4 separate regions of the Mus musculus genome follow, and all the other regions are linked to region 1. A link is a contact called in public HiChIP or PLAC-seq and promoter capture Hi-C data. All regions are on one chromosome and are shown on one strand. The core of a region is the stretch at or near the end of the contact, and the rest is flanking DNA. Distances in the headings are between cores, read along the strand shown. Region 1 holds the start of Stk10 (serine/threonine kinase 10). Region 2 overlaps Fbxw11 (F-box and WD-40 domain protein 11). Region 3 overlaps Sh3pxd2b (SH3 and PX domains 2B). Region 4 holds the start of Hbq1a (hemoglobin, theta 1A).

Evidence for each region. Promoter capture Hi-C pulls out the DNA fragments that hold promoters and counts their contacts. HiChIP or PLAC-seq counts read pairs in DNA pulled down with a chosen protein or histone mark.
Region 2: a contact with region 1 is called in a promoter capture Hi-C map of the HPC-7 cell line. The contact joins the enhancer-like site here to the promoter of Stk10 in region 1. A contact is called at or near these places in 6 of 39 promoter capture datasets (the C10 cell line, the HPC-7 cell line, hippocampal neurons and 3 more), 13 of 484 Hi-C or Micro-C datasets (B cells, the Ba/F3 cell line, CD4 T cells and 10 more), 1 of 115 datasets of contacts at active chromatin or transcription factors (CD8 T cells) and 4 of 9 other capture datasets (adipose tissue, liver, macrophages and 1 more).
Region 3: an H3K27ac HiChIP or PLAC-seq map of double positive thymocytes shows a contact between it and region 1, with 5 read pairs. The contact joins the enhancer-like site here to the promoter of Stk10 in region 1. A contact is called at or near these places in 3 of 484 Hi-C or Micro-C datasets (embryonic stem cells, muscle stem cells and uterus), 1 of 115 datasets of contacts at active chromatin or transcription factors (double positive thymocytes) and 3 of 9 other capture datasets (adipose tissue, liver and pancreatic islet).
Region 4: a promoter capture Hi-C map of the 3T3-L1 cell line shows a contact between it and region 1, with 2.6 times the contacts expected there. The contact joins the promoter of Hbq1a here to the promoter of Stk10 in region 1. A contact is called at or near these places in 2 of 39 promoter capture datasets (both in the 3T3-L1 cell line).

The regions. Positions count from the first base shown.
Region 1 is chr11:32,529,140-32,535,019 of GRCm38.p6, reverse strand. It overlaps Stk10 (serine/threonine kinase 10), which reads right to left and starts at 1,754. Exons shown (of 19, transcript NM_009288.2): 1 at 1,461-1,754. The coding sequence starts at 1,616. It also overlaps a transcript of Efcab9 not described here.
Region 2 is chr11:32,720,161-32,726,091 of GRCm38.p6, reverse strand. It overlaps Fbxw11 (F-box and WD-40 domain protein 11), which reads right to left. Exons shown (of 13, transcript NM_001271347.1): 4 at 5,434-5,620; 5 at 3,947-4,037. Among named protein-coding and RNA genes, the nearest start is that of Gm35723, 59 kb to the left of the region's middle. Within about 2 kb of position 2,536, at least 8 of the 459 cell types and tissues checked have an H3K27ac peak or open chromatin away from gene starts, as enhancers often do. A contact at or near this core is called in the HPC-7 cell line and group 2 innate lymphoid cells, where this site is marked.
Region 3 is chr11:32,361,653-32,367,673 of GRCm38.p6, reverse strand. The region is part of intron 1 of Sh3pxd2b (SH3 and PX domains 2B); the gene reads right to left. Among named protein-coding and RNA genes, the nearest start is that of Sh3pxd2b, 17 kb to the right of the region's middle. Within about 2 kb of position 2,988, at least 133 of the 459 cell types and tissues checked have an H3K27ac peak or open chromatin away from gene starts, as enhancers often do. A contact at or near this core is called in adipose tissue, double positive thymocytes, muscle stem cells and 1 more, where this site is marked.
Region 4 is chr11:32,297,382-32,303,666 of GRCm38.p6, reverse strand. Hbq1a (hemoglobin, theta 1A) reads right to left here and starts at 3,598. Exons shown (of 3, transcript NM_175000.2): 1 at 3,455-3,598; 2 at 3,155-3,359; 3 at 2,794-3,048. The coding sequence starts at 3,549. The coding sequence ends at 2,911.

The DNA of each region.
Region 1 (5,880 bases), core at 505-3,004:
CCTGGAGGACCGATGAAAGGGTAGACTGGCCCGGTAGCCCTCAAATATGGAGAAACCCCTCAGCCAAAGTGTTCCATTCAGTTGGAAGGCCAGGTGACCTCTGCTTGACTCTCCCACTGGGGAACTTTGCCCTAGTGGGGGTTCCTCAGCCCTCCCACAGGAAGTACAACTCAGAGAGGAGGTCTCCAAGGGTCTGACTGGCCTCCAAACTGCTACTGCTCCAAGCTGCTGGAGCACTATAATCTGAGTGCTGAGTGGGGCCCGAGTCTTAAGCTTCTTTCTGTTTGCTTTGGTTTTCTGTTTGTGTCACCCTGAGTCAGGGTTTTTTTCTGTGTGGCCCTGGCTGTCCTGGACTCACTCTGTAGATTAGGCTAGCCTCAGACTCAGATCTGCCTGCCTCTGCAGGAATTGAAGGTGTGCACCACCACGCCCAGCTGAGAGTCTTAGTTCCTTACAAGCTTCCCAAGGATGCTATAGCATCTTTCCTAGGGAGCACACTTCTGGGGCGAGAAGCAGACCAACGCTAGCATATCAATTTCAAGTCAAAGGGAGCATGGCCCGACTTGGGGAACTGGAAAAGCCCTTTCTGGGGTCCAGCATCCTGAAAGGGTCAGTGAGGCCTCTAACTACCAAAGCCCCAAGGACAATGACATATGGCTTTGGAGGGCAGCTAAGACAGCTGAACTATGGGAGTCTCCCAATAAAAGTAGGGGATGCTATGCTGTAGTGGCCAAACCTACAGTCCAAGCTACTCCAGAGACTGAGGCAAGTAGATCTGGGAGACCAGCCTGAGCAGCCTGGTTGGGGAAGCCGGGGGAGGGGGAGGGTGTTGAGGAGGAGGAAATGAGAAAGGGTGGAGTCAAGATGAGTTAGGTACTTTGAACAACAACCCAGGCACTCAGAATTGGCTCAGAGGACCAAACCCCAGGAGCTGTCCGTCTGCACACGTGTCTATATGGAATCATCTATGCCCCACCCACTCCTCCTCAGCCTGTCTTCCTCCAGGGGAGAGGTAACTGCAGACAGGGAGCCTCTGGTGACTCAGGCGACTAGAAGCCAAATCTGTGCCCTGCAGCTGCATTCACAGGACCCTGTCCTCGCTTTCCGTTGAGCCTTCTAATCCCAAGCCTGTCCTCACTTACTCCAGGGCCCTTCTGACCTCCCCAGTACCGATCGTAGGCTCATCTTCAGAAGTGTCCTCAACTCCCAACCCTTGCAGGCACAGCCCAGAGCCTGAATATTCCCACAACATCGGTATAGTCCCTCTTTAAAAGATGTGTCCCTATCACCGTGATCCTGGGGATGCCTCCGGTAGCCCCCTGGGATGCCTCGATCCTACAAACGTCCCTTTGTGCCCTGTACAGGGCACACAGGAAGTGCTCAGAAGCAGCTGTGCGGGGGGTGGGAGTGGGGGTCAGGGGCTCGCAGGACCTGGTAGGCTCAGCAATCGGAACTCTCACCTTGTAGACTTTGCCGAAGGCGCCGTCTCCCAGCTCGCCCACGATCTCCCATACATCGTTGGGGTCCAGGTCCCGGCGGACGTGCTCATATTCACGGGACTTTCTCTTCTCGAAGGTGGATAACCGCAAGATGCGGCGGAAATTGGCGAAAGCCATGCTGGATGAGGAGCGCGACGACAGGACCCGCGGCTTCGGAGAGCCGCCCTCCTCGCAGCGCAGCACCCGCCGAGTGCGCCAGCGGCCACAGGGAGCTGCAGGAACCGCGGCCCGCCCGCCCCGCCCCGCCCCCTCCTAGACCCGCCTGCAGGACGCCCGGCACCCGCGCGCGCGCCTGTCCCCGCCGGCTCCACCTGCTCTGCGGCGCCCCGAGACCCCTCAATTGGCTGCGGGAGCTCGCGGCTCCGCCCGCGCCGCGGGGCACTCTGGAGACTGTAGTCCGCCGGGTGGCCGGCCCCTGGGCCCGCTGCGCCTCCCGGAACCCCAAACCTCCGGGGTTCAGCTGGTGTCTTTCAACCGCCGTCGGTGCCGAGTGGGTGCATCAGCGCACAGAACTCTCCCGCTGAGGCTTGGTTCGCCAGCTTCCCGCGCGAGATGCCCGCACCCCTCGCCCCGGGACTCACCCCAGTCCTCGGTGCTCTTTGCCTCAAAGTTCACGCGGTCCCAGGTGGCTTTCGCCACACTTCCTAGGCAGGTCTCGTGCTGCCTCTGAGCCCCGCAGAAAGCAGAGCCCCGCGCTTACGCCCATCCGGACTTTCCCCGCCTCCGCCAGCCACAAACGGCCGGGACGCTGGACATGAAACGAGAGTCCCTTTAGGACCTTTAGGCTTCATGGTAGGTTAGCAAATATATTCCTTATTAAGTAAAACTTTCTAGTTATTTTGCGAATTAAAAAGCCCCATTAGAGATAAAAGCGGAGTCATCTCTGGGATGGTGCTCCTATATCCTGGTCCTCATCCCTCTCTACCTTGGCTGCGGGCGTCCCGCATCTTGCACAGCGTCTTTGCTTGGTATCAGAACGTGGGTTCTAGTGATTGTGCTGGGGGCTGGGCAGCTGCAGAATCTATGCTGGAGACCCTCCCATCCTGAACAAGAGTGTCTCACACTCGGGCACTCTTAACTCGAGAAAGCGTTTTAATTGTTGGTCCCCTTCGTCCGGACTCTTCGAAAATATCCCTAGAGTCTCGCGCCAAATGCTGTTCCCCCATTCGAAAAGCCGGCTGGAGAGTGAATACTAGGCGCGGAGAGGGTTGTGTGTGCTAAGGACGTCCGGAATAAAAGTTGCTCCAGTTCCAATTGTTCCCACCACAAAATGAGTGCGGGGAAAATTTATAATTAAAAGAAGAAAATGTCATGCAAAACTGTTCTTGTTGAGTCAGCCTGTGGACCAGCCAAAGTGTACATCTGTCACTCGGTTGAGCGGGACCTGCTGAAGTCTGTGCAGCTATACCGGGTGGACAGAGGGTCAGAATGCGCTAACCATTTCCAGGAGTTCCAAAAGAAAACAAAGTAAGGATAAAAATGGAAAGGTCCGTTAAAAATGTCCTGCTACATGAAAGAAGCCAGACCCAAAGATCGCACGAGGTATGACTGCATTTTTATGACCGGTCCAGAAAAGGCAACGCTGTGGAGTTGCTCCCAGACACGGGGACTGACTGGAAAGAGCCATGAGGAATCTCACTCTGGTGGTGAAAATGCTGGGTCTCAGTGGCAGGGGGTGGGGGTGGGGGCGTAAAGGGACAGTTCCACAACTCCGGAAACTTGCCCCAAATCACGAGTGACTTTTGTTTTGTAAGGTGTTTGGGTGGGGGGCGTGTAACTTATGTAGCTGGAGTTAAAAGGAGGCTCAACAGAACCAAAGCTGCTTTGAAACTTCTGTTAAATCGGGGTTTCTTTCCTCAACTGTCTCTGGCTACAGAGCCTCACACTAATCTAGTGAATGAAGGGCTGTGCCTTCCCCCCACCCTACTTTCTGGAACAACTTAAAATAGAAATTAGTAAGATCAAGCTGGGCATGGTGGCGCATGCCTTTAATCCCAGCATTTGGGAGGCAGAGGCAGGCGGATTTCTGAGTTTGAGGCCAGCCTGGTCTACAAAGTGAGTTCCAGGACAGCCAGAACTACACAGAGAAACCCTGCCTCAAAACAAAACAAAACAAAACAAAAAACCAAAAAACCACCACCAACAACAACAACAACAAAAAAAAACACCACCACCACCAAAAAAGAGTAAGATCGATAAATAGTGCCTTTGATGTGTTTATCTCAATGAAAGAGTCTAAGTTTGCAGTTTTATTACAGCCTTTCAGTGTCTTTGAGATGCTGACCACTTTTTTGTGTTATTGGATTTGGCAGGAGTGGAAGGGGAGCGATATTTTGTTTGAGACAGGGTTACTCTATGTAGTCCTGGCTGTCCTGTTACTTGAGGCTGGCCTCACAGAACTCCTCCTGCCCCTGCCTCCCTAATGCTGGGAATTAAAGGTCAAATTGGGGCCCTACAGCATCTTCCTACCATTCTGTTCTTTCCTTGGCCATTAAAAAACAATAAATTTCCTGTCTTTTTGCATCTAGGAATTTTATTGTTTATTTCTGTGTGAGTGTGTGTGTTTTTTCCAGTGTATGGGTTCACATGTTGAGGTCTGAGGACCACTTACAGAAATTGGTTCATTCCTGCCACCATGTGGGTCCTCAGGATTAACTCAGAATTATTAACTCAGACCTCCAGGCTCTGCTGAGCCACCTCACTTTTTAAACATGTTATCTTTGTGTACTATTGATGTGATCTGGGCTGCTTTTATGTTTATATGAGTATGGTGTTTCCCTGCTACTGAGGGTTGAGCCCAGGTTCTTGTACAGAGGAAACATGCTCTGTGATGGAACTACACCCCCAAGGTGAGCCAAAGTTTTTAACTTAAAAAAGTTTTTCCCCTCGCCTGGCGATGGTGGCGTATGCCTTTGATCCCAGCACTTGGGAGGCAGAGGCAGGCAGATTTCTGAGTTCAAGGCCAGCCTGGTCTACAAAGTGAATTCCAGGACAACCAGGGCTATACAGAGAAACCCTGTCTCGAACACCCCCCCCCCCCAAAAAAAAATCAACTTAAAGTGCTGGAGTGATGTCTCCTCAATGGTTGCTCTTCCAGAGGAAGATTCAATTCCCAGTACCCAGGTGGCAGTGCAAGGTCATCTGTCACTCCAGTTTCATGTGACCTGAAGCCCTCTTCTGACCTTCCAAGGCACTGCATGAGGGTAGTGCACAGAAATACATGCAAGCAAAAACACTTAAGGGGGGAAAATTCAATTTAGGGCAGGCATGGTGGCACATATCTTTGATCCCAGCATTCAGGAACCAGAGGCAAGTGACTCTCTGAGTTCAAGGCCAACCTGCCCTATATATCAACTTCCAGACCAGCCAGAGTTACATAGTGAAAGCCTGTCTCAAAAGAACACGAATCAAGTTCTTTGAGGTTTCATTTCTATCAGCAGGAATGTTCTCCCTTAAGATTCTCTGTTAGGGAGTTTTGCCAGGACTGGGTTGTCCCACAGTCAGGATAGAGAAACATCTCCATTGCCTCTCCAGGCAACTCCCATACCCTCTCCTTTCAAATTTATCTTTCCAGCGCTGGAGATTAATGCCAGACCCTTGCTCATGCTAGGCAAGTGCTCAGCCACGAACCACACAGTGGCTTGTGCTTAGCTTCTTTTAACTCAACACATTTCTGATATTCATCATGTTGAATGAATCCATGGCTCGCCCATATTCTACATTAATACACTGTCCATCAACCATTGAGGGACAGACAGCTGGGTTTGGGATTTATCCATTTGGTTATTATGAATAAAGCTGACATATGGAAATGATGGAGTTGAGGACATCTGACCTCAAAATTCGTCACTTTCTTGCCCTTCATTCAATGGGTCCCCATCTCCTTCCTCTATCTGAGCAAAGGCACAGAGATGCTAAGAATCAACTGAAATCCTTTCTGACCTCCTGCCACACTTTCCTACAGATGACTTTCCATTCTTCACCAAGCCTAAGGCCAAAGGATCTGTCTCACAAGACTACTTCACTCTTGGCACACACAAGTCATAAGTTCAGGGTGTTGTCTGGTGTTTTAACCAATCAGTAATAACATCAGAGGGCCCCATGATTTATAAGGTTAGATAGAACAGTGTGTATGCACACATCTATGTGTACATCTATGTGCATATGTATGCATACAGATAACCATATACAAAAGGAGTGTTGTGAGCTGGAGAAGGCCCACAGCCATGGTGCACACACCTGTGTATATACACTTTCACACCATAACCAATAAAGTTTTAAAACACAAAGTATAAGAAAAAGAAACCTACAAGTTTGAGAGATGAAATGGCTTATGAAGCATAATGGGTCCTGATTGAAATAGTCAGTCAGCTCTTTAGAT
Region 2 (5,931 bases), core at 1,287-3,786, 190 kb before region 1:
CTCTCTAATACCTGCCGTACCTGCCGTAAGGTGGTGTCACACACAGGTGCCCTCTCTAATACCTGCCGTACCTGCCGTAAGGTGGTGTCACACACAGGTGCCCTCTCTAATACCTGCCGTACCTGCCGTAAGGTGGTGTCACACACAGGTGCCCTCTCTAATACCTGCCGTACCTGCCGTAAGGTGGTGTCACACACAGGCGCCCTCTCTAATACCTGCCGTACCTGCCGTAAGGTGGTGTCACACACAGGTGCCCTCTCTAATACCTGCCGTACCTGCCGTAAGGTGGTGTCACACACAGGTGCCCTCTCTAATACCTGCCGTGCCTGCCGTAAGGTGGTGTCACACACAGGTGCCCTCTCTAATACCTGCCGTACCTGCCGTAAGGTGGTGTCACACACAGGTGCCCTCTCTAATACCTGCCGTACCTGCCGTAAGGTGGTGTCACACACAGGCGCCCTCTCTAATACCTGCCGTACCTGCCGTAAGGTGGTGTCACACACAGGCGCCCTCTCTAATACCTGCCGTACCTGCCGTAAGGTGGTGTCACACACAGGCGCCCTCTCTAATACCTGCCGTGCCTGCCGTAAGGTGGTACAGCTACTGTAGAGGTTTTCATTCAGTAGAGGACTTGTAAAATCGCCTTACCCTTCGCAGAATCTCAAAACACTGGGAAAGTAGCCATGATATACAGAGTATACAGCGGCATTTAAATTGGCAATAGAGTGAAAACAGATGTCTGAGTATGGAGAAATAACATTATTTTTAGAAGCCTAAACATAACTGAGTGGGTGGGCAAGTTTCAGCATTTTCTAGTTGGGACAATGTTAATATCAAGTTTGCAAACCACAAAAAAAGCTTTCCACTTTCCCTGAATGAAATGTGGTTTATTAAAAGGTGTGATACAACACACCGTCATTTTCCCCATGGCCAGCTCCAAGTGGAGTCCTTCAAAGCCACTTACCCGGTAAATAGACAGAGTCACTACTCTGGAATGACAGAAAAGAAAAATCCTAGATCAGGACATTAGTTTGCTTGTAAGAGCAATACCCTTCCATCTGCAGAGGCATCTGGGAGTGCAGGGTGGACAGAGCCTGGAGGCCACCTAACCAAGTCCCTTGTGGTGAGTGGACAGTGAGCTCCCCTGAAAACACACTGACAAGGACTCTAGGAAAGTGTGGCTGCCCTCTTGGCGGGACATGCCTCAGGTTTGCCAGGAGTTCCTTTTCAATTTAGAGGCCTGCAAACCCTCTGTGTGGCAAGAACACCCAGGAGAGAGGAACCTTTTCAGAAAGTGAAGAATGTGAACTATTCTCCACAGACTCTGATTCTCACGTCCCCATTTTCTGAACAGCAGGAACTAGCCACACAAAACCAGGTTGTCCATTTTTTCCTTAAAATACAGCCAATTTCTGGTGGCTCCATGTGGAAGGCAAAGTTGGGAGAGGAACGTCTTCCTCTGTGCTCATGATAGCCCAAGCTGAGAGCGTTGTACTTGAGGAGTCAGCAAGCTGTCAAGGCGAGCAGAGGGGAACAAGAGTGGGATCGAGGAGGAGCCGATCTGTGGGGTGTAGAACAGACGGAGCTGCGTGCAGGCCAGGGAGGCCAGGACACTCTCTCGTGTTCCTTTATCTCGGGCAGTGTGCTTAAGAACCTTCAGTGCTACCTTTTCCCTAACAGAGCTAAAGCAAGGCCCGGGATCTCGTCTGAACAGTCAAGGCGCTGAGTGTCCACATACTCAGAGGAAGACAAGTCTACAGGAATAAAGCATGCCTTTCTCCTTCACTTCCTCGACTTTCTACTTTGGAAATGGTGATACTTTCACAGCAGTCATATGGACAAGCTCATCTGTGTGCCTCACAGATGTCACAGAGGAAAGAATTTCCACGTTTATGCCTGCCCTGACAGAACACAGCACACTCCTAAAACAGAGTGAAGCTCTGTTCAGAGGTAGTGCCACTGAGCCATACTGCAAAGGTCTTGTATGATGAGCCAGAGTGTATGTGGCTGGTTGTAGGCTCTACCACTCAGAATTTAGAATACGTTTGTTAGAATATGTGGGTGGCTGCAGACTGTACCACTCGATAACGTGACCATGAGAGTATGTGGTTGGTTATGGGCTGTGCCACTCACTGTGATCCAGGGTAACAGTTTACCTTATCAGCCTATGTTTCTTAGATTTTTCAATGTGGACTTGACCTACTTTTCAGAGTGTCTAGACTATCGAATGAGAAGGTATGCTATAAACTACTAAACAAAGTATCTGGTACAAGTAAGTGTCCTATTAGTGGTACACCATTTCTGTCACTATTACTATTAGTGAGTACACTGAAGTATAAGCGTCATCCTTCATACTAAGAAACTTAGCCACAAAAATTTGGAGGAGACTCTGTGGCCAGGCAGTGGGTTTTCCCAAACCACACTTTAAGAACCATGGGGAAGACCACCGTGATGCAGAGGTTTTTGTGTCAAACAGTGTTTCCTCATGGCTCCATTTCCCATCACATCTGCCTCCTTTGCTAACTCTAAAGTATTTTTTCAGCCTGAGGAAATGGTTATGGTAAGTGCTGTCATACTGTCAATTATAACGGTAGTCATGATGACTAAATAATCTACATCACCAAACCTCAATCTGATAAAGGTTCTCCCCAGTTCCTGTTTATTAATGAACAGCTTTAAACAACATCCCCTCAGAAGGAATGCTTTCTTGAGACCACTCATGGAAAGTAGGAGAGTCTCTCAGCAGTTACCCCTGCCAAAGAACAGAAGGGCATTTCCAAGATGTGCATATACACACTGTCTTGGTGCACTGACCCTTGGTGCAGCCTCTTCCCTTCTGAAATGCACAAACCCTAACCTGTAATGACAGTCTGCTCTATGTCACCCACTAAGCACTGCAGGACATTAGTCCAAGTTTTGAACAATAGGTCAATTAATTCTTAAACTTTATGTAGCAATGGTTTAAAATTATTGAGCCCTCCCTAAAAGATTAGTTTTTAAGTCGTTTAGAGAGCATACACTCAAGACAAGAGTTTCCTCTTTTTAAATAATGATATCCGGTCACACACAGATGAACCATTAATGGGATGCATCCATTAGTTCACATCTGCCTGAGAAGGGGTGGGGGTTGAATTCGACAAAGGCATGTTTCTCCATTAACAAATTTTGGCACAGTAACTTTTATGTTCATCACCTGGGGAAGAGGATTACTTCACAGTTTGGAAATTGGCTGTAACTTTATGGGCGATACAGCTCTGGCCAGCGAAAGCTCAACTTTTCTGCCAAAGAGGAAACAGTGGAGAAACCAGTAACAGACAAGAACATATGTGAAAGAGTTATGAGAAGTACCTGTGCGTGTGTCTATCCTGGTTTAAGGCAAAGGGCTGAATAATAAAAGTGAATGAGAGCACACTGACAATATCAAGCACAGCTAACATCTCTTAGCAAAAGCACAGAGCTCTGCTGGTCACTAAGTTACACTAAACTTCACAACGGCCCCAAAGCATAACCTACTTCACAAAGCCCATTTCATAAATGGCTTAGAATAACCTGAGCCATTTTTATGAAAAATTATGCATGACTTAAGAGGAGAGTACATGCATGCCTTCTACAGAGATGGTTCAAAAATATAAAAGTATGTTTACCTAAAACACTGGGCCTTGGATTGTGGAAAATTTATCAAATTAGAATATAGTTTATCTTGGATAAAGGTTTTAATCAACTGGCAGCCTTACAGAAGCATTTCGTGTTTTAAAAAGGTTGTATTTCTATAAAAAGGTGTGATCAGCTCTGAAGAACAGCTATAGATTACACACTGTGACATTTATTTCCAAAACTCAACTTTTAAAAAGTATGAGTTCCATGAGTTTAGAACAAAAGGACTTAAACAATATAAAAAGTTGAGAATAAGCTCCCAAGGGTGTGAGACAATTAAGTAAACAGTTACCTCTATGTCCTGGATAATCTTTGGGTATAATGATCTATAAAATGAGTTGGGAGGGCCATCTGTAGGTCTGTTTTTAAACAGGTACTGATCCCTGGCAAATGAAAACAAACAGATGTTACATTTTTGCACATAAAAGTAGGGATTTTATTTAAGCATGCTTATAAGGACAGCCCGTGTTTTGTGTCTTTTTCTTGCACTGAGTGTTAACAGTTCAAAAGGAGGGTTTCTAATAAACTGTAGTTTCCATGGTAGAGACAATCTAGTTCTGGCACGATGCTGGTCTTTTATTTTCTGAGTACTGTCACACAAATAATTAAACTCTCACTTTAGAGCTTTCTTCCCCCTATAAACTTTGTTAGTAAAATCTTGCAAATAAAAAACAGAACACACTGAAATGAACAGTTGCAAGTATATACATTTTAATGAACCTCTTAAAAATTACAATAGGCATTTTGAAGCTGTGAACCTTCACACTGGATTTTATTCTTTCACTATCAAATATATTTTTATGGTTTTATTCACTATGAAAAATGAAAAATCCTTGCTAGAGTTAGCATCAGGAGAACAATTAGCGTTCTATCACTTTTCAAAATTCCTCATGCCTATTAGCCACACTCAGCCCTTCTTCCTGAGGACTGTGCCTTGCTCGTGTTGTGGTCTATGTTATACTGCGCCCACATGAAGAGTAAGTGCTAATGAAGCTTGTGAATTGTCTTACCTCACATTAGACTTCCTCCCATCACAAAAAATGCAGCCTCACCCTCCATCTTCCCAGTCTTGTGCCTCTGTCTGTAACTTTCTCTATGCTATCAATGCACAGGACTATCAAACTGCGTTAAGCTCACAGGCTTTCCTAGAAAACCCTATGTTGTGTTTTCATTCTTCCCCATGAGCAGTAATAAAAACAGAAATGACATAACACAGGCTGCTGGAATAGCTCTGTGACAGAGCAGTTGGTTCAATTCCTAGCAATCAAAAACAAATAAGTAACATTACTAGACTCTCATATTTTCCTTTAAAATTTGTTTTATGTATGGGGTTTGCTTGTATATATGTCTGTGTACCACATGTGTGCCTGGTGCCTGTGGAGGCCAGAAGAGGGCATCAGATCCTCTGGAAATGGAGCACCAGAATATTGTAAACTACCAGGTAGTTGCTGGGAACTGAACCGAGATCCTCTGAACGAAGAGCCAATGTTCTTATCTACTGAGGGATCTCTCTAGCTCCAACGCTCACATTTTTTCCTTACCTTTTTGTGATGGGAAAAAGCATAAATTTATAGATTTAAAAAGATGAATATATCACCTATATGAGGTATTAAAAGCTTTATAATAACAAATCCATGTCAGAAGGGGAAATTCAAACAGCTTTAACCTATCAATATCTTCCTTGTTTAAATAGACTGACACATTCACAAATATTTGCCCTGAGTAATCAAGCTGACAGTGCATCAAGGAAACTTTCTCCAAACAAGGCCCCAGACTTACCAGCCTCTTCTTTCTGAGAGTCCCTTCCAGAGAGGGTCGGTGCGCACCATCCTCTCAATCAGCTTCTTCCAAAGCATCCCTTCTGAGATCACTCGCTGCCATTCTTTACACACCAGCTCTGCTGCACACAGAGACCTGGCATCCAGGTAGGAGAGAATGTTTTCTGCTATGTGATCTAAGCCTTGCTCTATAAAACAGGAAAGCAATGAAAGGAATGGGTAGGGCAGAAGACAGACCAGCCCTTCTTTTAAAGTAAAAACTAAGTAAACCTGAGGCCGGTACAACACGCAAGAGCAAGGCGTGGAAAGGCTCATAAACAGGTATAGCCGGCAGCAGCTGTTCTTGCCATGAGAGCTGTCTGGGACAGCTCTGTCCTCAGAATTTTCAGAACCCCATCCCCATTTTTCTACCAAACCTTTACAGGTCAATGGGTCTCCAAAGTTAAAGCCACGGCACAAGCTCTTGTGCTATTCTCTGTGGTGAAGCCAGGATGGAAAC
Region 3 (6,021 bases), core at 1,739-4,238, 170 kb after region 1:
AATGAAACACATGCTGAATAAAATATCAGCCCAGGGATCGGATTTGTAGGAAATGTTCTCTGAATGTTGTTCAATTCTTTGCCCTTACCACCCTTGCCAAGTCTACACCTGGGCTGTGAGCCCCAAGTCCTTGCAGGACTCCCCACAGAACATGTAGGAACCTAGGCCCATTTCCAATGTCCCACACCAAATGGTTTGTTCTTCCAAGAATAAAGACTAAAGCCAGCATCCAGCTTGTAGCCCCTTGGGAAATCAGAGCAGGGCCCTAGCAAAAGTAAGCATTAGGACAGAGATAGTCAAGCCATCTCCTGTGGGGCCCCAGAGGCTGGGGTCATGAACAGACATGCTTGCCCATCAGCTTACAGTCCTGCACCTAGCTGCAGCACATGGATGGGCCGTTCCCCAGAGCAGCCTGAGATGGCTGGCAGCTGCTGCTTGGCCCACACAGTGATGTGCTCTTAGAGTTTCATCAACTGAACGGCAAACATGTGGAGTTGTTCTTTGGAGGCTCAGGGGCAGCTTCCAATAGCAGATCTGTTGCTGAATTTTCTAGGAGGTTCTGGGCCTGGCTCAAACTCCAGGCTGACAGCAATGACTGGGTGAGGCCACCATGCTGGTCTCAGGACAGTCACCACACTGGGGGGATGCAGGGGGCCAGAGGTGGAAGCTTATTGACCTTCCTCAGATTATTTTCTAGCACTTTCTGGTCTCCTATCAGGAAGAACCAACAATCTCAGAGCAGGCCACACTGGTCAGGAGTTTCTTAGTCCTATTTCTAGCAAGTGTAACTGTTTTTCCATTTATGGTAGACGGCTACAGTTTCCCTTTAAAAGCAGCCCAATTGTCTAAGTGAGTGCACTTGAGGAGCCAGGCTGGGTTAAGAATATACAGCAAGGCAATCTGTAGACACAGAAAAACTCTGATGGTGTCCGGAGAGCTGAGAATGAGGTTGGCCCTGAGTTCCCAGAGTTCCCTGCCATTCTCTCTGCAGCTGGAATTCTGTGGTCCATATCACAGTGGATGGCATTTCTAAAGTTAGAAGCACATCCCTGCCTTTTCTGTGCCAGTGGGTGGTCTGCAGTGACTTGGGGTGACTGAAAAAAAGATCTAAAGAAGAGGCCCGAGTGGAACCGAGGCAGTTTCCCTACAGGAGGCTTGAGAAAGACACACCAAAGAGATGGTGCTGGTATTCACTAGCAACGTCTGCCACGAGGGCAAGCTGAACAGTGAAATGCATGCTGCAATCCAGACTCTGTCAGCAGACCCAGACCTCACACTAAGGCAGAGATCAATGTCTTCAGGTTTACACTTCAGCTGTGGGCTCTTTCTACTTCCATGACATGGAATTTTCTTACAAGCTCTCTGTGATAACCTTTGGGCTTTCCACACAATGGCTTGCTCAGAGAAGTGTAAATCTAGAGAACTCTTAGTCCAGCTGTGAAACTGGCCTTCAAGAAGCCCCAAGATCCTGCAGACGCCAAGTTGGGTGGGCCTCTGGACTGTCTACTGTGGTTTCCATAGTACATGCTGCTTTTAGCTCTTCTATATGTAGGAAGGGTGTAGCCAGCAGCCCGCAGACTAAACTGTTAAGCACTGTGGGTCCATGATGCCATGGGTAACCATCCTGGAACCTGCAGCCAAGGCCCGAGCTCTTGGCAGACTGTAGGGGCTTCCAAGACTTAATACAGGAAATCCCTGCTTTAGGCTACCCTTTATTTTATGGTTAGGGAAAGTTGAAAGGATCTGTCCAAGGCCACGTAGTCTATGGAGAGGAGAGTTGGAACGGGAAGCCAGGGCTCCCCTTGGGAGGGGCTGGGGCTGGAGTCTTCCCTCTAGAATGCTGTGCTTGACCCCAGGGAAGGGGCAGTGCAGAGGGCACAAAGAGCATCATTGAGAGGCTATGGCTTCTGCTCATGGACCATGGTTAGTCCAGGGAGCCATCAGCCATCCCAGGCAGAGGGAAGGAAGTGCAGGGTCAGTAGAACAGTAAGACGGGAGGAGGAAGTCTGGGTTTCTACTGTGTGGTAGGATGGCTGTGCTTAATAGTAAGTTGTCATGTATTTTAAAACAGTGAGCCAGGCAGTGGTGGTGCACGCCTTTAATTCCAGCACTTGGGAGGCAGAAGCAGGCAGATTTCTGAGTTCGAGACCAGCCTGGTTTACAGAGTGAGTTTCAGGACAGGACAGTGAGTTTCAGGACTGGACAGCCAGGGCTACACAGAGAAACCCTGTTTTGAAAAACAAAAAACAAACAAACAAAAAAACCCCAAACCCAAACAACAACAATAATAACAAACAAACAAAACAAAACAAAACACAGCAAGAGGAAGGACTATGAGTGAAAATGGAAAGGATAACCATTTAAGGCAATGGACATCACACTGACCAATTCAATTGTAAAACAAACATGTACACAAACACCACGCTGTACTCCATAATATGTGAAAAAGTAGCTTAAAGTGACCCAAATAAGCCCATTTCCTGTTAGGAGTGATGTATTTAAGGAGTTTACCGACCTCAGCCATCAAAAATCATTTCTAGCCAGGCTTAGATGTAGCCCACACCTTTAATGCCAGCACTTTAATCTGGAAGACAGAGATAGGTGGATCTCTGAGTTTGATGCCAGCCTGGTCTACAAGTTTCAAGATAGTCAGGGCTATACACAGAAATCCTGTCTCAAAAACATCTCTAAAATGGAGGCAAATTCCCCTTAAAGCTCCCACCCTGGCTGTGTTTCCAAGTTGAGAGATCCAGGGAGGAGCCAGTTTGGGCTCCTACATCTGGCCATGTGCTATCCTTGTCAAGAGGCCCAACGTGAACAACAGAGTTGGGGGTGACAGGTGGAAAGAAAGGGTGGGAGAGAGAGGAAACGGGAGGGGTGGGGATAGAGGGGGAAAAGAGAGGGAGAGAGATGGCAAGGAGGAAGAGAGTGGGGTTGGGAGAAGCCTGGGTGCAGCACCAGCGGAGTGCAGATGGAGGACTAGCGGGGTGAGGTAGCTGCAGCTGGCCCCATTTGGGCCTGAGCTAATAGGAAACATGATTCCTGGAGACCCTGGGTTCCCTTTGGTTCCGATCTGCCAGCTCTCTCCAGCTGTCTGCCCAACATCTGGCCTATGTAGGTCAGCACCTCCAGTCTCTTTCTGAAATTGCAACACGGTGCAGTTTGTTTGATTTCCCAGCACCCCACAGTGGGACTGCCACAGGAAGTGCCGAAAAATGTGGGTTTCTCTTAAATAAAAACACGTTCAGTTTACTCCTGGATAGAAATGCTGCCACGTTTCATGATTCTAGGAGGGAACACTGGGTACTATAGGGTAGTGCTGGGTGCTAGGAGAGAGTGCTGGGTGCTAGAGGGCAGTTCTGGGTGCTAGGAGGGAGTGCTGGGTGCTAGAGGGCAGTTCTGGGTGCTAGGAGGGAGTGCTAAGTGCTAGGAGGGAGTACTGAGTACTATTAGAAAGTACTGAGTGCTAGGAGAAAACTCTGAGTGCTCAGAGGGGAGGCTGGGTGCTAAGAAGAAGTGAAGATAGACAAGCTGAGGTGCATGCAGGAAGCGCTGCCCTGCATCTGGGCCTGTTTACTGTCACCACCAAGGCCCAGCACTCACAGTTCACCTGGCAGGAAAGTGGGGTCACCTTGGGGTGAGACAGGGTAGGGAGGAAACCACACATACTTGAGGTCAACCAGTGAGGAGGACAGATTAGTTCCACCCCAGCCCACCTGGCTCTGAAGTCCTGGCTCCCAGTTCTGCAGGCCAGAGCCTTCCTGTCCTGAAGTCAGTAGCAGGAATCACCAGACTCTTGGTAACATCCTGCATAGAGATGCTGGAGATGGCAGGCGGCCATTCTCTCATTCTCTCTCTCTTTTCCATTTTTTTTCAGTTCAGTGAATGGCTGGCACAGGGCCCAGACACAAGAGCCCACAGTGCCCTGCACCAGTTAGGATGCTCCAGTTTGAGGCTAGGTCCCTCCCGGCTGCACTTTGTCCACTCAGCAGACTGTAAGGCAGGGGCTGATGGCTGAGGGCTGTGGTTACACCTGCATGAAGGAGCTGGAGAGGACTCTAAAGGGAAAGTTCAGCCTTTTGCCCAACATGCTACTTAGCTTCATCTGGTCACAAGGCAGATACACACAGACCTGCTATGTGGCGACTGGGGACGTGGCTGTGAAGACCAGAGAATGTCACATGATGGTAGGGGCCTCAGCCATCCATCCCTCCTCCCCAGGAGCACATGTGACTGTCTCTCCTGGGGATAACTTCTCCGCCCTCTCATGCTTAGTCACTAAGTCCCCTCCCAGTGGAGCCTCAACAGATAGCCTGTGTCAGCCTCAATTCTCTGGGTTCCCTAGGTGTCAGGGCCACCATCTCAGCACAGCATCAGAGAGCCCCAAGCCATGTGAATGTCTGTCAACTCACTCTCACAGGACCCTCCAGCAGCAGGGTCCAGTCTGTCTTACCACCCTGCCAGGGCCTGGGAACAGTGGAGACATTCAATAGAGGAAAGAGGAAAAGGCCAAATGGCTCCATGGTCAAAGATCACAGTGGCCTTTCTCAGACTCTGTGCCTGGACAGTCACAAGGCTCCTGAAATGGTCAAATGAAAAGCTCAGCTGCCAAGGGCAATCAATAAGAAGAATGCAGCCCTGGGCTGAGCCTGGTGGAGAGCCTCACTCTAATGGCTGCTCTGGGCAGTAATGGAAGCACAACATCCCTGAGACATAGAGGCTGCACTGCAGCTTCATCCCAGCGCTGTCTGAGAGGACTTGGGCATTCTTTGGGAGAACTCAACTATCCAGTGCCCTGACTGGCAGCCATTATTAGAACTCACAGACCAACCTTCCTGACTCTGCGATCCTTTAACACCGTTCCTCATGTTTTGGTGACGCCCAACCATAGAATTATTGTGTTGCTACTTTCATAACTATAACTTTGCTGCTGTTATGAATCACAACGTGTTTTCTGAGAGTCTTTGGTGATCCCTGGGAAAGGATCATTCAACCCCCAAAGGGGTCACAACTCACAGGTTGAGAACCGTGGTCACAGAACATTAGACCTATCAGGTGAGGTGGTGCACTTTGATCCCAGCACTCAGGAGGCAGAGTCAAGTGGATCCCTATGAGTTCGAGCCCAGTATGGTCTATGTAGCCAGTTTTAGGCTGCCCAAGGATATACGGATAGACCCTATCTCAAAAGGAACATTGATTAATATCATTACCTGTTCTGTTTTGTGTTGTTTTGAGATGGGGATCTCTTTAGCCCAGGCTGGCTTTCAACTCCTGATCCTCCCTCCTTCCTCTACTCTTGAGTACTAGGATTGGAGATTCAGGTCTGCTGAGAGTTAGAAGTACCTATCCTCTGTTTGGCCACAGTCAGTGCCCAGGCCTGGTAATAACAACTCAAGGTTTGACCTGTCCCTTCCCTTGTGCACACTTGGACCCTGTGGTGAAAGTCATGCTAGCAGGAGAAGTTGGAGTACTAGTAAGCCAGGAAGCCAGGCCACAGGTCTTTGTGCACGGATGGACACACCTGGGACTACTCATACTTGGGTGCATGTCCCTTCGTTTCCAGGGGACATTCATGGCCAAGGGCTGGAGCTGCTACTGGACTGGCCAGGCAAAGCACTCAACACCGCTGGCCTGACCCTGCGGCTCCAGCTGGGCCTGAGCTGCCAGCTCACAGATCTCTGCACACATCTGGCCCGCACAGCATAGGAACTTTCCAATGGCAAGCAGCGGTGCTGGCGTCAAAGCCCAGGCTCAAAACACCAACCTGCAGGCTGGCTTTCTAGGAACAACTCCAGGGCAGGCATTCGACTTGCTGAGATCTTGACAACTGCCCAGGTGACTGGGCAATGTGAGAGGGGTTGAAGACAGTTGGGGCTGCCCCGTGTTGACAGGGTTGCCCAGGGCAATGGAACTGATGACAACACCCACTAAGTGCACCACACAATTACTTCCTTTACGATATGCCACTGGCTTTGGACTCCGAGAGGGTAAATAGTTTGCCCACAGTCACACAATCATGTG
Region 4 (6,285 bases), core at 2,349-4,848, 230 kb after region 1:
GCTGGAACTCAGGGCCTATCAGGAATCTACCAGGCATGCAAACCTCTGTCAGTCCCACCCAAGTTGATGACCCTCGGAGGCAGGCAAAGCTCTGTGGTTAGAACCTTCAAGAGACCAGAGGGATTGAGCCCATTCAAAGAACCATTATTGTGCAGAGGCACTGAGTAGGCTTTCAGCTAAGTCACTTCCCCTTAGTCAGGTTTCCTCCTTAGACAGGTTCCTTTAGAACCTCTACCTTCCTGTCTTGAAAACGATGGTGGATCAGCTTTCCTGGGTTTTGGGTATGCCAACTCTGTAGGGGTAAAGCCTGGAGTCCATAGGTAGGGCCTTGCTGATTCACAGCCACAGCAGCAGAGCTCCTTAGCAACAGTGAGGATGCTGGCAGAGCTCCTTAGCAACAGTGAGGATGCTGGCAGGCCCAGTAGCACCCTTCCAGAGAGTGGGTAAGGCCTGAGGGTGCCTCTTTTGGGGAAGAAAGGAAAATGCACGGAGCCAGGGCTTTCTCTTGAAAAAGCTAGGTCTACTTTCCCATGTCAGAGGAAGAGTGTGGGTGGGTGGATCCTGTAACTCCCAGACTCTTTCCTGGAAGGCCCAGGGCTGGCAATCAAGTACTCACTCCTTGGAGACCAGCCTCACAGCTGCCAGGAGAAAACAGCTGTGTGGCTTCCCCTCACAGGGGAAAGACTTCAGTCCTGTGGAAAGCAGGGCAAGATGTGACAGAAAACAGGAACTCCAGACACCTTCTCCAGCCAGAATGAAGTAGGTTCCAAGTGGGCTACAGTGCTTGCTGGCTGTGGAGCCATGGGCACTGGCCTGCTTCATCTCTCTTGGCCTTACTTACACCAAGCTTTACAGGTGGACAATGATGCCCATGTCACAGGGATAGGATAGGAAGAAAATATAGTGTCCCAGGGAACTCTCATGGAACCTCACTCACCCTAATTTCTTCTACACCATAAGCAGTTATTGTGCCGTATTGTATTGTTTTTTTTTAAAAGACTGTAATAATTTTTTATTGCTACAATAATTTAGAAATACTTGCAATGGTTCTCTCTGCTGCAAAAGCGCTCATGTATCCAGAGGGCCTGTGTCTAGACTCTCTACCCTCCATTCCCTCCTGAGGATTCCCTCTCTATGTCTGTCTCTGCTACAAACCCCGTACGGCCTCCCCTGGACCCCACCTGGTACAGCCTCCCCTTCATTTTCCAGCCACAGAAATACAGTCACCATGGGAGTGACGCAGACTGGCCCATCTTCTTTCTATGGTGGCAGTTGCTCCATTCTTCATCACTGCATGTCAGCCTATTGTCCTTCAGTTCCTAATTCATGGATTCAGCCATCTGTGCATCAGAGGTATCCAGAAAAATAACTGTGTCTGTGCCAAACCTGAACAGGCTGCTTCTTGCTGTTGTTCCTAAAAGACCCCAGGCCACTGTCTCCTCCACATTTGCATTGAGTAGATAAGAGCCAGATAAAGGATGAGCCATCTAGAGCAGGTGTAAACCCTCTTCATGTGTAGAAGGATGTAGAGTCAGATTCGGATTCATGAGGGTCCTGGATACCCGTAAATGCTGGTGTATGCTTTCTATAGGATGCCTGAGTAAGGTCCAGCCATGGGTCTCCTTCATTCTTAACATCCTAGTGGCATTGCTAGGACAGACCCATCTCAGACCTCAGCAGAAGACCTCACTTGAATTCAACCCATGGTTCCCAAAGAAAAGTCTGGTTATGCCTGAATCAGGTGGTATAACCCAATATTCTCCTTCAGCTTGTCCATCAGCCTATACTTACCTGTGCTGACCTTGGCATTTGGGGACACACCTGTCATACATATACAGAGGCATCACACACCAGGTATACATGTACAGCAGCACCACACACTAGGCACATATGTACACATGTACAGCAGCATCATACTCCAGGTAAACATGTACAATGGTACCACACACCAGTCATAAACGTACAGTGGCATTCAAAGGCAAGAACACATGTACAGCAGTATCACACACCAGGCACACAAGTACATTGGCATCACCCACCAGGCACACATGTACAGCAGCATCAAACAGGAGGTGCACATGTACACATGTACAATTGTACAGTGGAATCACACACCAGGTACATGTGCACAAGGGTATCAGCCACCAATCATAAATATACACTGGCATCAAATTGCAAGAAAACATGTACAGCAGCATCATACACCAGACACACATGTACAAAGGCATCACACACCAGGCACACATGTATAGAGGTATCATATACCAGTCATATTATACAGTGGCATAAAACCCCATAAACACATGTACAGCAGTATCATACATCAGGCTCACATGTACAGCAGCCACACACACCAGACACACATGTACAATAGCACTACATGCCAAGCACACATGTATATTAGCATCACACACCAGTCACACATATACAGTGACATCACAACTAGGAAAACCTGTAAATTGGCATCACACACCATATTCACATGTACAGCGGCATACCACACCAGGCACACATTACAGAAGCATCACATACAAGTTACACATGTACAGTGGCATCATATATCAGGTACACATGTACAGCGGTATCACACACCAGGCACACATATACACATGTACGGACACATCACACACCAGGCATACATGGACAGAAGCATCACACACTAATCATAAATAAAAAGTGGCATCACAACCAAAGAACACATGTACAGCAGCATCACACATCAGGCACACATGTACAGCATTATCAAACACCTATCATACATACACCGAGGCATGACACACCAGGCTCAAATGTACAGCAGCATCACACACCAGGCACACATGCACAGAGGCAATGCAGCCCTGGGGAAGTTTACTCAAACATTGTAAGCTTTAGGAAGGGCATGACTGGAGAATAAGCTGCCCTGCTTCCTCAATTCAGCATTACTTGAAGTCCAGTGCAAAAGTCACATGACCCAGACACGTGTCCAAGGAGACATGCATCTTTTTCGCCGCTGAAGTCTCCAGGATAGTGCCTGGCGAGAGTCACCAGCAGACAGCAGCTGAAGAACTGAAGAAAGAGAACCGCCCCGCCTTGCATTAATTTCTTCCCTACACCAAGCCTTGAAGGGACCCACATCTCCAGCAACCCGGGGAGAGCTCAATACAGGACTCACCTGGAAGTTAGCAGGGTCCACACAGAGCTTGTGCGCATGTAGATCACTGAGAGCAGACAGAGAAGCAGGCAGGTCGTCCAGGTGCTGGGTAGCGAGAGTCAGTGCATCGGCCACCTTTTGGGCATGGGCTTTAACCTGGCTAGAGCCTGGCCTCAGGTCCAAGTGTGGGAAGTAGGTTTTGGTGGAGGGGAAAGCCACGAAGGTCCTATAGGAAAACAGGGTTGGGCTCAGCCGGACCCGGAGGTACAGAGAGCCCGTCTTCGCCCCGCAGTCCGTTGGAAGATGAACCCGAGGGCGTACCTCTCCAAGGCCTCGGTCGTGTAGATTCCGACATTGCTGCCCATCTTCTTCCAGAGCGCAAGGACCAGCCACTGATCATCCTGGGACCGAGCCATCTTCAATGAACTGAGCCTTGCGCTCTGCCCCCTGGCTGAGCTCAAAGATGTCCTGAAACACAAGAGGCCGCCAGGGGGCGCTGCATCGTTCCAGGATGCCTAGGTGTTCACAGATTCTGGTTCAGCTTTGAGCCCTCTGTTTCCCTGGGCTCCCTCTCCAAGCCTTTCATTTTAAAGTGTTTACTACATGCACATTGGCATCTAATATGTACTATCGATTACAATGGATTTTAGTGTCCATATGGCACTGTCAGCTCGTCCTGCTTCCCGAGTCCTTCGGAAACTTCACAGATTTTCCTTTCTTATTCATTATTGAAAAGGACTGAGTGTAATTCTCTTGTCAGGAGCCCATACCCATACTTGGTCTTCTCTCTCTCTCTCTCTCTCTCTCTCTCTCTCTCTCTCTCTCTCTCTCTCTCTCTCTCTCTCTCTCTCTCTCTCTCTCTCTCTCTCTCTCCCGGAGCACGTCTCCTTTCGTTAAATATCATAGTTAAATCTACATTTAAAGGGGATGGAGAAATGGCTCAGCAGTTGAGAGTACTAACTGCTCTCCCAGAGTACCTGGCTTTGGTTCACAGCACAAACATGCCTGCTCACATTTGCCTGTAAATTCAGGTCAGGTAGATCCAAGCCCTCTTCTGTCTTCCACAGTCATACAAGAGATGCACAGATATCCATGCAGCCCAAACACCCACACGTGTGAAATAAAATGAAGGAAATTTAAATCTACATTAAAAATCCCTTTTAATCTGGGTCTTGTGGCACAGGTACAGGTTAATCTTAGCACTTGGAGGCAGATGTAAAAGGATGTCTGTGAGTTCAGGACCATCCTGGCCTACATATGGAACTCCAGGCCAGCAGTGCTACATAATGAGACCCTGACTCTGCCTAAACCACTTCAGATAAAAATCCCCTTTAATACATTCCAACTGTGGGGGCTGGAGAGATGGCTCAGTGGTTAAGAAGATGGGACTGCTCATCCAGAGGTCCTGGGTTCAATTACCAAGAATTACATGGTGGCTCAAAACTATCTGATGCCCTCTTCTGGTTTGTCTGAAAACTGCTACAGTGTACTTACATAGTTAAAATGAATAAATAATTCTTCAAATAAATAAAATCTAAGTCTGTTTCAAAAATATATTCTTATCAGAGCTGTGAGAATTAAGTAGATGAAAAATATTATATGCCTGGGTCATAGGGAAAATTCCTTTTGGGACAATGAACTTAAGAGTGCGTATTATATATTTCAGTGATGACAGCAAGAATCTACGAAACACTCTTGGTGAGTATAACATCAGTACACTAAAGATTCTGTTCTTTAAAAAGGGGGAGGGAGAGCTGGAGAGATGGCTCATTGGTTAAGAGCACTGACTGTTCTTTCAAAGGTCATGAGTTCAAATCCAAGCAACCACATGGTGGCTCACAATCATCTGCAATGATATCTGATGCCCTCTTCTGGGGTGTCTAAAGACAGCTACAGTGTACTTACATGTAATAAATAAATAAGTATTTTTTAAAAAGATTCTATTCTTGTGTGTGTGTGTGTGTGACTATGTTCAGGCTCCCAAGTTCTGGAACTAGAACTATGTGGAACAAAGCCCTGTGCATTATAGCAATCCTGGATTTGTACACCTCAATGACATCACCTTCATCCACAAGCTTGTGCAGTCTTCACTACTATGCATTTTCAGAACTTTTACTAACTGAAATAAAACCTCTAGCCCACTACCTGTAACCATCCAACCTCCACCAAAAGGCTCTGTCAACCAGGAGGCTACATACTGTCGCTACAGATTCCCCCAGTTTTGATATTTTACAAACATGAAGCTATGCACTGTGTGACATTTGTTCTGTTGGTTTCTTCCACTTGACTTTTTTTTTTTTAAGGATCAGACACATTGTATAAAAAATTTACACTTTGCTCTAAATAGCTGAAGAATATTCTCATGTAGGGGTACAAATGTACCTCAGTTAGTAGAATGCTTGTGTATGTATGTATGTATGTATGTATGTAAGTACATATACTAGCCTTAGTTCAGTTCCCAAGCAATGCATAAACTGGACATGAAGGCACATATCAAAAACCCAGCACTCATGGGGTAGAAACAAGAGGATCAAGAGTTTCAGGGCATCCTTATCTATATAAAAGTTTTTGAGGCCAGACTGTGCTACATGAAGCCTTATCTGAAAGAAAAAATGGAAGAAAGAGAGAGAGAGAGAGAGACAGAGAGAGAGAGAGAGAGAGAGAGAGAGAGAAGAGAAGAAAGAAAGAGAGAAAGGAGAAAGAAAGAAAGAAAGAAAGGAGAAAGAAAGAAAGAAAGAAAGAAAGAAAGAGAGAGAGAGAGAGAGAGAGAGAGAGGGAGGGAGGGAGGGAGGGAGGGAGGGAGGGAGGGAGGAAGGAAGGAAGGATGAAAGGAAGGAAGGAAGAAAGAGGACAAGAGCAGGCATTTTTATATGAGTTACCCATTGCCTACCCACATGCTCATGTGATGTCTATTTTTCACTGTTTTTCTAGTAGATCCCACACTGGAGTACCAGCGACATTAAGGAGTTCACTCCCTGAGAGGGCCTGTGATAAGGACCCTCCAAAGACGATCTTTGGCTTCTTTGGCTCAAGGAGAAGACACATGGCTGTCAGTGGAGGGCTTGGGAGGGACTGCTGCCCAGACTCAGAAGACATATGTGTGTGTGTAGGCATCCAATTATGCTTTTTGCTCTGAACCTTGTCTTTACTGC